Regions from separate parts of the Mus musculus genome. Here region 1 is linked to region 2. The links are chromatin contacts, called in public HiChIP or PLAC-seq maps. All regions are on one chromosome and are shown on one strand. The core of a region is the stretch at or near the end of the contact, and the rest is flanking DNA. Distances in the headings are between cores, read along the strand shown. Region 1 overlaps Slc25a12 (solute carrier family 25 (mitochondrial carrier, Aralar), member 12). Region 2 has its middle 25 kb from the start of Gm39576.

Region 1 (4,912 bases), core at 744-3,243, 170 kb after region 2:
ATAAATAAAAATAAATGGATGGATGGATGGATAGATAGATAGATAGATAGATAGATAGATAGATAGCTTATACAGTCTTAAGCCAGACAGCCTACACCCGAAACCCCAGCACTGGGAAAGTAAGGCAGAGTCAGGAGGTGCATCCTAGTTCAAGGCCAGCCTGGTCTATATAACAAGATCCTGTCTCAAGCAACCAACCAAAAAAGTACAACCTAGCTTGAAATAAACAATATTTGCACTCAGAATAATGCTGGACTTCTTCACTAGCTGCCGCTCTCAAAAGCACTGGAGAGGCACCTCTGTCCAGAGCCATCATGCCCTGACCACATGACTTCAAAGGCCAGTCCTGAAGTCGGCTTGTGTTTTAATCCTGGCTCTACTACAAACCCACTCATCTTAGTCCTTAGACAGGCTCATTCTTTCCCTAGGACTCTAGATCATGCACGCTTCTGTGCAATAAAGATAAAGTGAGCCTTTGATATGTTGAAAGAGCAGGTCTATAAGCAAAGGAGCAAAAGCAAAAAAAGCAAAGCGGGGCTAGAGAAATGGAGCACCATAAAAGCATCCCACTGCTCTCGCAGCAGATGAGTTCAGTGACTCACAAACGGCTGGAAGTCTAGCTCCAGGAGACAGAGTTAATAAAATAATGAAAATCAACCTTAACAAAAGAACAAACTGTTTGAGATATTTAGCACTATCAGTACTTGAATTCTAGATGCTGATAACAATAAGAATATTCTAGCAGTTCTTGTTACACATGTCTTTCCTTGCTCTTCAGCATTTGGCATAATAGGACACATGTAGATATTTGTTTGTTTTTGTTTTTGAAACAGGATCCCTATATCCTGGGCTGGCCTGAAACTCTCTATGACCTTGAACTTCTCATCCTCCTACCTTGATCCCCCAACCATTCCCACCTACTCCCCCGACCCCACCCCACCACACCCCACCCCATCCCCGTTCAGGGACTGCATAGATGACTACCATGCAGTGCTAGATATCAGACCAGGACCTGAGACCAGCTGGGCGAGCACTCTACCAACTGAGCTAAATCCTCAGTCCCTGGACAGGTTTGATGAAGACGGGCCGGGGTGGAAAGAGAGGGCCACAGTAGTCATGGGGTTACTGCAAGTGGCAAGGGACATCAATACAAAAGAAATCTGACAGCAGACTTGAAGGAGGCTGGCAAGCCAACCACCGCTACTGGAACATGACTGCCCAAAACGAAGCCAGAGCGTCATGAAGACCAAAGGAGTGGGGCGGAGGTGGGGCGGAGGGAGACAGCATATCTGATTTCAATCTGAGTGGACGGCTGCAGAAATGAGAAAAATCTTTGTTCCTATCTGGGAGAGGGGCTAATTGGAGAAAGAAATAAGAAGAGAGTGTGGGCTGAGGGTATGGTTCACAGGTACGGCATTTGCACACCGTGGAGGAGGCCCTGGGTTTGATACCTAACACCACCAAAAAGGGTGGTCGGAGTGGGGGTGGGCAGGAGGACGATGACACACGACACAGGACAGAGAAGCATGTAACTGTGTGTTCCCGTTTCCTATTTATAAAAGACAAAAGGAAGAAACAAGAGAATGAGAGGGTGGATGGAGTGGATATAGTTTCCGAGATGGCTCAGAGTGTAAGAGAGCTTGCTACCCAAGCATGAGACCCGAGTTCAAATTCCTAGTACCCACATAAAAGACCAAGGGTGACCATGCAAATTTCTGTAACCATAGCACTTGGGAGGCAGAGGCTGGAGGATTGCTGGAACTTGTTGACTGTCAGTCTCCCTGCAGGTTCAGCAAGAGAAGGTGTACATTGGTTCTTGTAGGTGCCCCTATCCCTACTCCATAGTCACCATACACCACACTCACAAACATAGAAAAAGTGATTGGATGGATGGATGGATGCAGACTCCGGATGGATGCAGACTCCAAAATGACTAGGACAAGAACAGAGGAATTTTCCCCTAATTGGTTAAAGACAAGAAGAAGCCAATCACTGGGCGAGAAGGAGGCGGACCTTCCTGGTCAAAGAGAGGAAAGGGGAAAGCAGGAGTAGGGGACTTCCTTTTGGACGGTGGAAGCCAGGTAACCAAGATGTCGCCCGGGGGCTGTTAGTTCAGGTGGCGGAGTCCACTAGAATCCACCACTGGAAGATTTCTAACATAGAGTAGTTGGTAAATGCTAGGATGCTAGATTCTGTGCCCAGTGATTGTGTTATTCGTTTGGTTCTAAACTAAGATTGTCTGGTGTTTTCCATCTCGTGGCAATTCAACTGAGCTCCAGGGAAAGGTAACCACGGCAGAGTGTGGGTTTGGAAGAGTGCGGCGCCCCAGCTAGCCATGAAAATTTAGGAGTGCTGAGCAGGTTTGGCAGCAGCCAGCTGCGGGGAGAGAGCTATCTTGGAGATCTGGAGAGGCCTTGGCAAAGAACAACATTCGGGCTCAGTACCGGGCTGGGACAAGACTGAGACCACGAGCGGTGCCTAGCTGGCGATAGCGTGTGCTGTATTTTATTTACTACGCACTTCAGAGAAGGATTTTTAATTTCAGATTATTTGCATATACTAATGGGAAATCTTTTTACTGCTGTTATTTTTGTTGGGTTGTTTGATTTTTTTTTTTTTAAAAGGCAGGGTCTTAGGTAGTCTAGGCTGGTCTCAAACTCTATATAGTAGACGCTGTTCTTCTTGCCTCTCCTCTCTCTAGTGCTGGGATTACAGGTGTGCGCCACCATACCCGGCAAAGCTATTCTTCTTGCCTCCCCTCTCTCTAGTGCTGGGACACTAAAGAGACCGCCACACCTGCCCCTTAAAGTATCCAAAACTAAAGTCCCACTGTTTCATGCATACTCTGAAGGTTCGACTGAAAAATGTTCCCATAGCCTGGGGCATTTGGACACTTGGTCCCTAGCTGGTCGCTGTCTGGGGAGGTTTAGGTGGTATAGCCTTGTGTGTCCCTGGAGGCGGACTTAGAAATTAAAAAATTAAAAACTTCCCATCAGCTCCATTTCCCTCTCTGCTTCCGGCTTGTGTTTGAAGAGGTGAGCGCTCAGCTTCGGGCACCTGTAGCCATGTCTGCTGCTTGCCTCCTTGCCACGACAGGCTCATTCCTCTGGAACCGTCAGCCCAAATAAATTTCTTGTAGAAGTTGCCTTAGTCATAGTGCTTTATCCCAGCAAGAAAAAAGTAATCTACACACCTTTCTGTAAGCAGCCCGAAGGTGACTTTAATGCCTTTTTTCACTGTGCTTGTGTCTTGATCTCAGCCCATTACATTAGGTATAGAATTTGCTACCCCTATTATCAAATCAATGCTCAAAAACTTGCATTCTGGGCTGGTGAGATGGCTTAGTGGGTAAGAGCACCAATTGCTCTTCCGGAGGTCATGAGTTCAAATCCCAGCAACCACATGGTGGCTCACAACCATCTATAATTAGAAACAAATAATAAAGAATCTATGGGCCAGATGGAGCAGGAGAAAGGGAAAGAGGGGAGGGAAAAAAGTTAAAAATTGGAAAAAAACAAACTTCCATTCTGAAGCATTTCAGGCCTCAATGTTTAGGAATAGCAATCAATGTTCAACCTATGCTACTTAAGAACAGGGAGGAAACACAGAACACATCAGGTTCTTAGTAACAAATTACCTTCCAGAGGTATGTGTTCTTCAGTGTCTGAGCCTAGCTACCAGGACAAGCCTGCCCTGAATACACAGTGAAAGTAGGTGGGATCCAAAGAGTCCCCAGGATCCCCTCTGACTGTAAAATCCAGGAAACAGCAGCATTAGCACAAGCTACCAAGGACACAGAAGCCAAGGAGGAAAACAAATGGTTTTGTTGACATGCTCTGACTCCGGCCTTGCCAGTACCTACAGTTATAAATGATGCCAGAGAACAACTCCCCCTCAGGTACTCTGCCAGGGTTTCCTCTGACTCTCCTAGTCTGCTTTAACTTGATTTTAACTGAAAGATAGAGTGTGGAGCTGAGGGGGGGCGGGGGAACCCTAAGTCTTCTCAACCGCAGGAGTCAGTTCTTGACTTCCACAGAAAGCAGTGAACTAATTAACCCATTACATTAGAGGCAATTACTTGGCAATGTCAGGAAGCCTGTTGCCTGAACAGACAGAACCAAAGAGAGTACTGAATGGAAACTAGAAGCTACCCAGAGTTGGTTAAAATGCTAAAACGAATTAGATGTTAGCTGTCACTATAACAATAAGTGACACCGAGGCTGCAGAGCAGGTCTACCTTGGGAGAGCACACACTTAGAATGATCAATACCCAGTGCCAGCTCCTGCACACACTCACATTCATACACTCACACATGCATACTCACACACTTGGACACAGTCATACAAACACACATACTTGCACACTCATACACTCACACCCATGCATAGACTCATTCATTTCTTTATGTACATTGAAAGAGTGCACCCGGGGCACAGTGCAGTGAAAGTCAGGGCAGCTTTCAGTGATGGGTTCTTTCCTTCCACCACCGAAGTCCCAGGGTTCAGACTCAGGTTATCAGACTTGATAGCAGGCAGTTTCAAAATCTGAGCCACCTCGCCAGTGCTGTGCACGCATAAATCATTAGACTCTAAAGAGGATCAGGTGTGCTTGAGCGGAACCCTTAGCAACAAAATAAAATCGAGGTGCCGTGTGTGTGTGTGTGTGTGTGTGTGTGTGTGTGTGTGTGTGTGTGTGTGTGTGTGTGTGCCGTGTGTGTGTGTGTGTGTGTGTGTGTGTGCCGTGTGTGTGTGTGTGTGTGTGTGTGTGTGTGTGTGTGTGTGTGCGCGCGCGCGCGCGCGCGCGCTAGAGCCAGCCTGGTAATTATGTTGAACACAGATTTCTTATTTTTACTTTTTAGGAAGGAAAGGTAACTTGTGGGGATGCTTGCTTTTAGACCTTGCACTAGGGAAC
Region 2 (5,157 bases), core at 1,839-4,338:
CAGCATTCTGCCTGCATGTATGCCTGCAGGCCAGAAGAGGGCACCAGATCTAATTACAGATGGTTATAAGCCACTATGTGGTTACTGGAAATTGAACTCACAGCCAGTGAGTGCTCTTAACCTCTGAGCCATCTCTCCAGTCCAGTCCCCAATATTATTAACAGTTAATTTTCTTTTTAAATGTGTAAATGTGAGTACAGTGCCTGTAGAGACCAGAAGAGTGTGTCAGATCCTATGGGCCTATATACCCTTCCTACATGGTTAGAAAAAAAAAAAGAGTATCAGGACTCACACACACATACACACACACACGGACACACGGACACACACACACGGACACACAGACACACACAGACCTTACTAAGTTGCCCAAGTTTATTTCCTTTTGCTCAAGCTCTTTTGAGCTCATTCCAAACTCCTCCTTAACTATTTCCCTTACCCCTGTATTTAACTATACCCAGGCCTAGGCCTGGAAGTTTCTCTTCTGCATCCAACTTATTGTCCATTGTGAATAGATAGTAATTTTGCCTGTCCTTGCCATTGATTATTTTCCAAGAACCTGACCTGAGAGAGGCCAGGCCATCAACAGCCTCAGTGGTTATGGACACTGCATTACAGTCATAATGTGATTGCAAACAGGAGCAAGATGAAAATGCAGATGTACAGTTTGACTTTTGGCTACTTTATTGGGTTCTTTTTCTTACTACCCTTCTCTACCCTTCCAACCCCACCCTCCCCCCACCCCAATACCAGGTAGGATAGAAAGAAGGTCAGAGGGGAAAGAGGGTGTCAATCTCATTAGACTACTTCATGCCGATTAGAAGCATTGAATTCCTTGGGGGCAAGTTGATCCTCATCATCAGGATATCCAAGTTCTTCTTCAAGTCTTTTTGCTCATGACCACTTGGTAACCAATTGCAGCAGCTAGGGGAGCAGCAGCCACCTCTCTCATGGCTCTGGTATTTATATGTCCTGAAGAGTCCCCAGAATTCCAAATGTACACTATCTTCAGCTGGGAAAATCACACCCCTGCCAGAGCACGGGACAAATCATAATCAACTGCTGTGGACAATCTGAAGCAGCCCCATATCCCACGCCTGGACTTAAAACAAAAACATATCCACATAACACTCGTGTGTTTTTAAAGAAACCAAAGTTCCCACTACAGTACAAGGCTTGGCAGAAAGCTATAGCAGCAAGTGCTTCCAGCTGGAGGAGTGGTCCTCTATCCAAAGAGCGATCTGCTTAATAGCTCCACCTAGAAGGAAAATGGTGGAGGATGGATGGAACTTCTCTGTCCTTTGACATTTCTATTGTTGAGGTCTGCACCACCCTGCTCCCAGCCTAGCTGTAGCCATTTTGTTCCATGCCTGCCAGCTATTTCATATCGTTGCTGTAATATGCCTGCCAGTTATTGACACAAAAATAACTTAACTCAGAGCAAGGTCATACTGACCATATCCCCTGTTGTGCTCTGTATGTTCTGTATGAGGCTTGTTAATCTTAAGAAATTCCACAAAGCTTTATTTAGGACCTATCAAGTTAAAGGTCCATCTGGACTGTTATGTCTAAAATGGCTTGAGTTAGAACTGACCACCAAGTAGCACTTCTTGTACCTGTGTGTGAACTCATTGTGGCTTCTTTCCTTTTTCAGCCTATCCTGAGAAGTGTTTGTGGTCATAGTTCTCAACCTTTCTAAGGCTGCCGCCGCCCTTTAATACAGTTCTTCATGTTGTAGTGACCCCCCACCATAACATTATTTCATTGCTACTTCACAACTGTAATTTTGATACTGTTGTGAATCATAATGTAAATATGTGATATTCAGGATATCTGAGATGCTACCCTGTAAAAGGGCATTCAACGCCCAAAGGGGTGGAGACTCACAGGTGAGAACCACTGGTCTAAAACAAAGTTCTTATGGTCGACTTCAGTGTTGTCTCCTGCATGCGAACCCTCGTTGATTAATACTTCACTTCATTTAATGTTCAGGATACTCACATTCCTGCTGACCCAATGCTCTGAGGGAGGAAGCAATGGCGTCATGCAGCCTTCATCTCTCCAGCCCTCCTGCTTTCTGGTATGGCCCTATTTCCGTAAATGTTTAAGCTTGGGAGGAGACGCTGAAGGCGACAGGCTAACTGTGCGGGTGGTATGGGCATAGCTTCCTCTCCTGCTCCTTCCCTATCTTCTTTCTCCTCTAGCGTCTGTGTTTTCTTGTTTTTCTGCAAACATGTTACGTGAAGTCTTGAGATGCATCAGAGGGTAAAGGCACTTGCAGACAGCCTGAGTTCAGTCCGCAGAACGAACAGATTGAACGTGACAGAAGAAAAGAACCAGATTTGCACACAGTGTCCCCTGACCCCCAAAAGGCCCTCATACACACACACACACACACACACACACACACGGGCACATGCAAAAGACATAAATACAATATATCTCTTTCCAGTGCTCTGTCATTGGAATATATTTTCAATCCAAGACTACTTAAATTTTTTATTAGCTTGTTCATTATCTTTTAGAAATAGGAATTTATGCATCCTAAGATGGCCTCAAATTCCCTATGTACCTGAGGCTAACTCTAACCTTTCTCATCCCCCTGCCTCCACCATCTTAAGTTGTTAGACCATGCTTGTTTCGTGCACGTCACCTCCCTAAGACCATTTTCAAAAGCTGTTTAAAAGAAAAAAAGGAAAGGTAAAATTCACATGCAAGAAAACCAGTGAAAAAAAGGTCTGGCTTGTGTCCAACATAAACTGAGCTCCTCAACAACTGCTGCAGGACGGGGCCTGATTGACCTTGGCTCAGTCTTCTGCCCCATCACATCTGGGCTCAGGCGTTTGGTGAGTTCAAAGGGAGGGAAGGGAGTGGCAGGTCTGAGGCTTGGCCAAAGTCAGTATGATTAGACCACCTGTGTCTGCTCATGGGCCTCCTTTTCCAGGATGTTCCAAGAGAATGACTTTCAGGCCCGGGGGGGGGGGGGGGGAATCCTGCTTTGTGGGAAATTCCACACTTCTCAAAGACAGAAGGATTTGTAAGCCATTTTAGTAATGGAGACTGGGAACCCACACAGGCATTGGCTGGAAAGAATGCTGCATACTTTTGACAATCCCTGAGCTTTTCCAGATGAGAACGCTAAGGGTGAGGGGCAGGCAGAGCTGGGGGAGGGGAGGGCACACCTGGGAGGTCCCAAGGATTTCACTGCAGCATGTCAGAACCATAACGCAACTTGGTCAAATTTCCTGGGTCCGGGGTTGGATGGTTTCTGAGTTCGCAGGACCAGAGTCAATCAGCAGACTCCGTGAGCGCTCCCTGAGGTTGGAAAGTATCTCTTGATAATACTTAACGGAACGCTTCCCTCGTTCGCTAGATTTTGGGTTTCGCTACCTTTCTGAGGAGCTGCGGTTCTTTCTAAGAAGCCATCAGGTCCTGTCCCTGCTCCACAGATCTCAAGGTAAACCTTTCTCCAGACCGTGACTGACTCGAGGTCAGCGGTGACTCTGATCTTCCTACATCCTTAGGCCGTGGGGATGATGATAAAAAAGAACGAAATGAAATCTGGATTCAAGAGTGATTTTCCAGAGAGGCAACTCTATCTTACAGAATCCATCACCAAAATGCAAGGTCTCAAGGCAGATTCAGTTCAAAGGATCTGAACAAACGTCTTCCAAACACTGAAATCTACGGAGGGCACGTGCCCTCTGACCTTCCTGGAGATCATAGGCACTTAATAGTTGCTAGCCAGGGAGGAGTCACAGTCCTCACTGGGAAAGCTCTCGCTCAAGCAAATAATCTACCACCCAAGTTCATACAGGTGACTTAATAAAATGCAATGCGGGGAGGGGCGGGAGGTGGGGGAGAAAAGGAAAAGAGGACGGCAGGGGATAGAATCGAAGTACTTTTTATTTGTAGGGCTAAGAAAGAATAAATAAAAATGTTTATAGAATGGATAAAATATTTTAGAGATGGGTTCTATTTACATAGGTCTCCAATATGTAACCCCTCTCTCAGCAAGATGAACGTGATACATTATTCTTTTAACAATGGTGCTTTTGACATTGCATCTTCTGGTACCCACGCTCGGATGCTTCTGATGAGGATAACTAACTTACAGCGATTGGCAGCATTTCCTTGGCTGAGACTAATCTATAGGTTTATGAGGGGGAAGGGGGAAAAGGTTAAAAGCAATTAGACTGAGGTGAGCTTGTAAAACAATCAATTAAAGACCTGAAGGGGGCGGAGGACACGCGCAGTTCTCTGCCAGGGCAAACTCACTTTGTGATGAATGTCCTGACCTATAACATTAATTTCCAGGGTGCTGAACCAATCAGACCGAGGCTTTGCCTGACTGTTCCCGCTTAAGACTATTTTAAAGCACAAAGTGAGACTTGACTTAAGATTAACCTTTCTGAAATAAATAGTTCTGACTTTTTGCTGGGGGAATGGAAGAGTTAGCTGCTGTCATACAGATGTATTTTCTCACAAAATGTACAATTATGATTCTTTAACATTTTGAAAAGAGAAGATCAAGGCAATTTGCTTTTAAAACCACAAAAGTTTGATATTTAGCTTCAGGTTAAACTTTAAGAGTTTAGTGTTCTCATCATCTGCAGTTTGGATGTGTCCCCCCCACCCCTTTGACTTTAAATCTTTGTTGACTTCTGCCAGTTTACTTAAAATTCTACTACATGAATTTTCGTGGGCAGTCAATAAGCTCCTCTAGCCTTTGTATATATGTTTTAAAAAGCCAAAACAACAAAAACAACTTTGGATCTAAAATAATGGCACACACCTCAGTACCAAGAGATCAAGGCAAGTAGATCTCTGCAAGTTAGAGACCAACTTTGTCTACACAGAGATTTCCAGGGCTACACAGTAAGACCTTGTCTCAAAATTAAACACCTCTGTTTCTCTTCCGTCTCTCTTTCTTTCTCAATCTCTCTCTCTGACTCTATCTGTCTCTCTGTTGTCTCTGTCTATGTCTATTTGTCTGTCTGTCTGCCTGTCTCTCTCTTCCTCTGTCTGTCTATCTGTTTCTCTCTGGACCTGGTTTTAGGATTTAACAATGCTACAACCTTTCAAGAGTTAAAAGTATATAGCAATACAGACACACGAGGGTACTATACCCAACCCTAGCCAACTGGGAGACATTTT

What was found. HiChIP or PLAC-seq counts read pairs in DNA pulled down with a chosen protein or histone mark.
Region 1: an H3K27ac HiChIP or PLAC-seq map of embryonic stem cells shows a contact between it and region 2, with 20 read pairs. The contact joins two enhancer-like sites. A contact is called at or near these places in 4 of 115 datasets of contacts at active chromatin or transcription factors (embryonic stem cells and microglia) and 2 of 9 other capture datasets (adipose tissue and liver).

The regions. Positions count from the first base shown.
Region 1 is chr2:71,345,903-71,350,814 of GRCm38.p6, forward strand. All of the region lies in intron 2 of Slc25a12 (solute carrier family 25 (mitochondrial carrier, Aralar), member 12), which reads right to left. Among named protein-coding and RNA genes, the nearest start is that of Slc25a12, 19 kb to the right of the region's middle. Within about 2 kb of position 1,994, at least 11 of the 459 cell types and tissues checked have an H3K27ac peak or open chromatin away from gene starts, as enhancers often do. A contact at or near this core is called in embryonic stem cells, where this site is marked.
Region 2 is chr2:71,177,908-71,183,064 of GRCm38.p6, forward strand. No RefSeq gene overlaps it. Among named protein-coding and RNA genes, the nearest start is that of Gm39576, 25 kb to the left of the region's middle. Within about 2 kb of position 3,089, at least 9 of the 459 cell types and tissues checked have an H3K27ac peak or open chromatin away from gene starts, as enhancers often do. A contact at or near this core is called in embryonic stem cells, where this site is marked.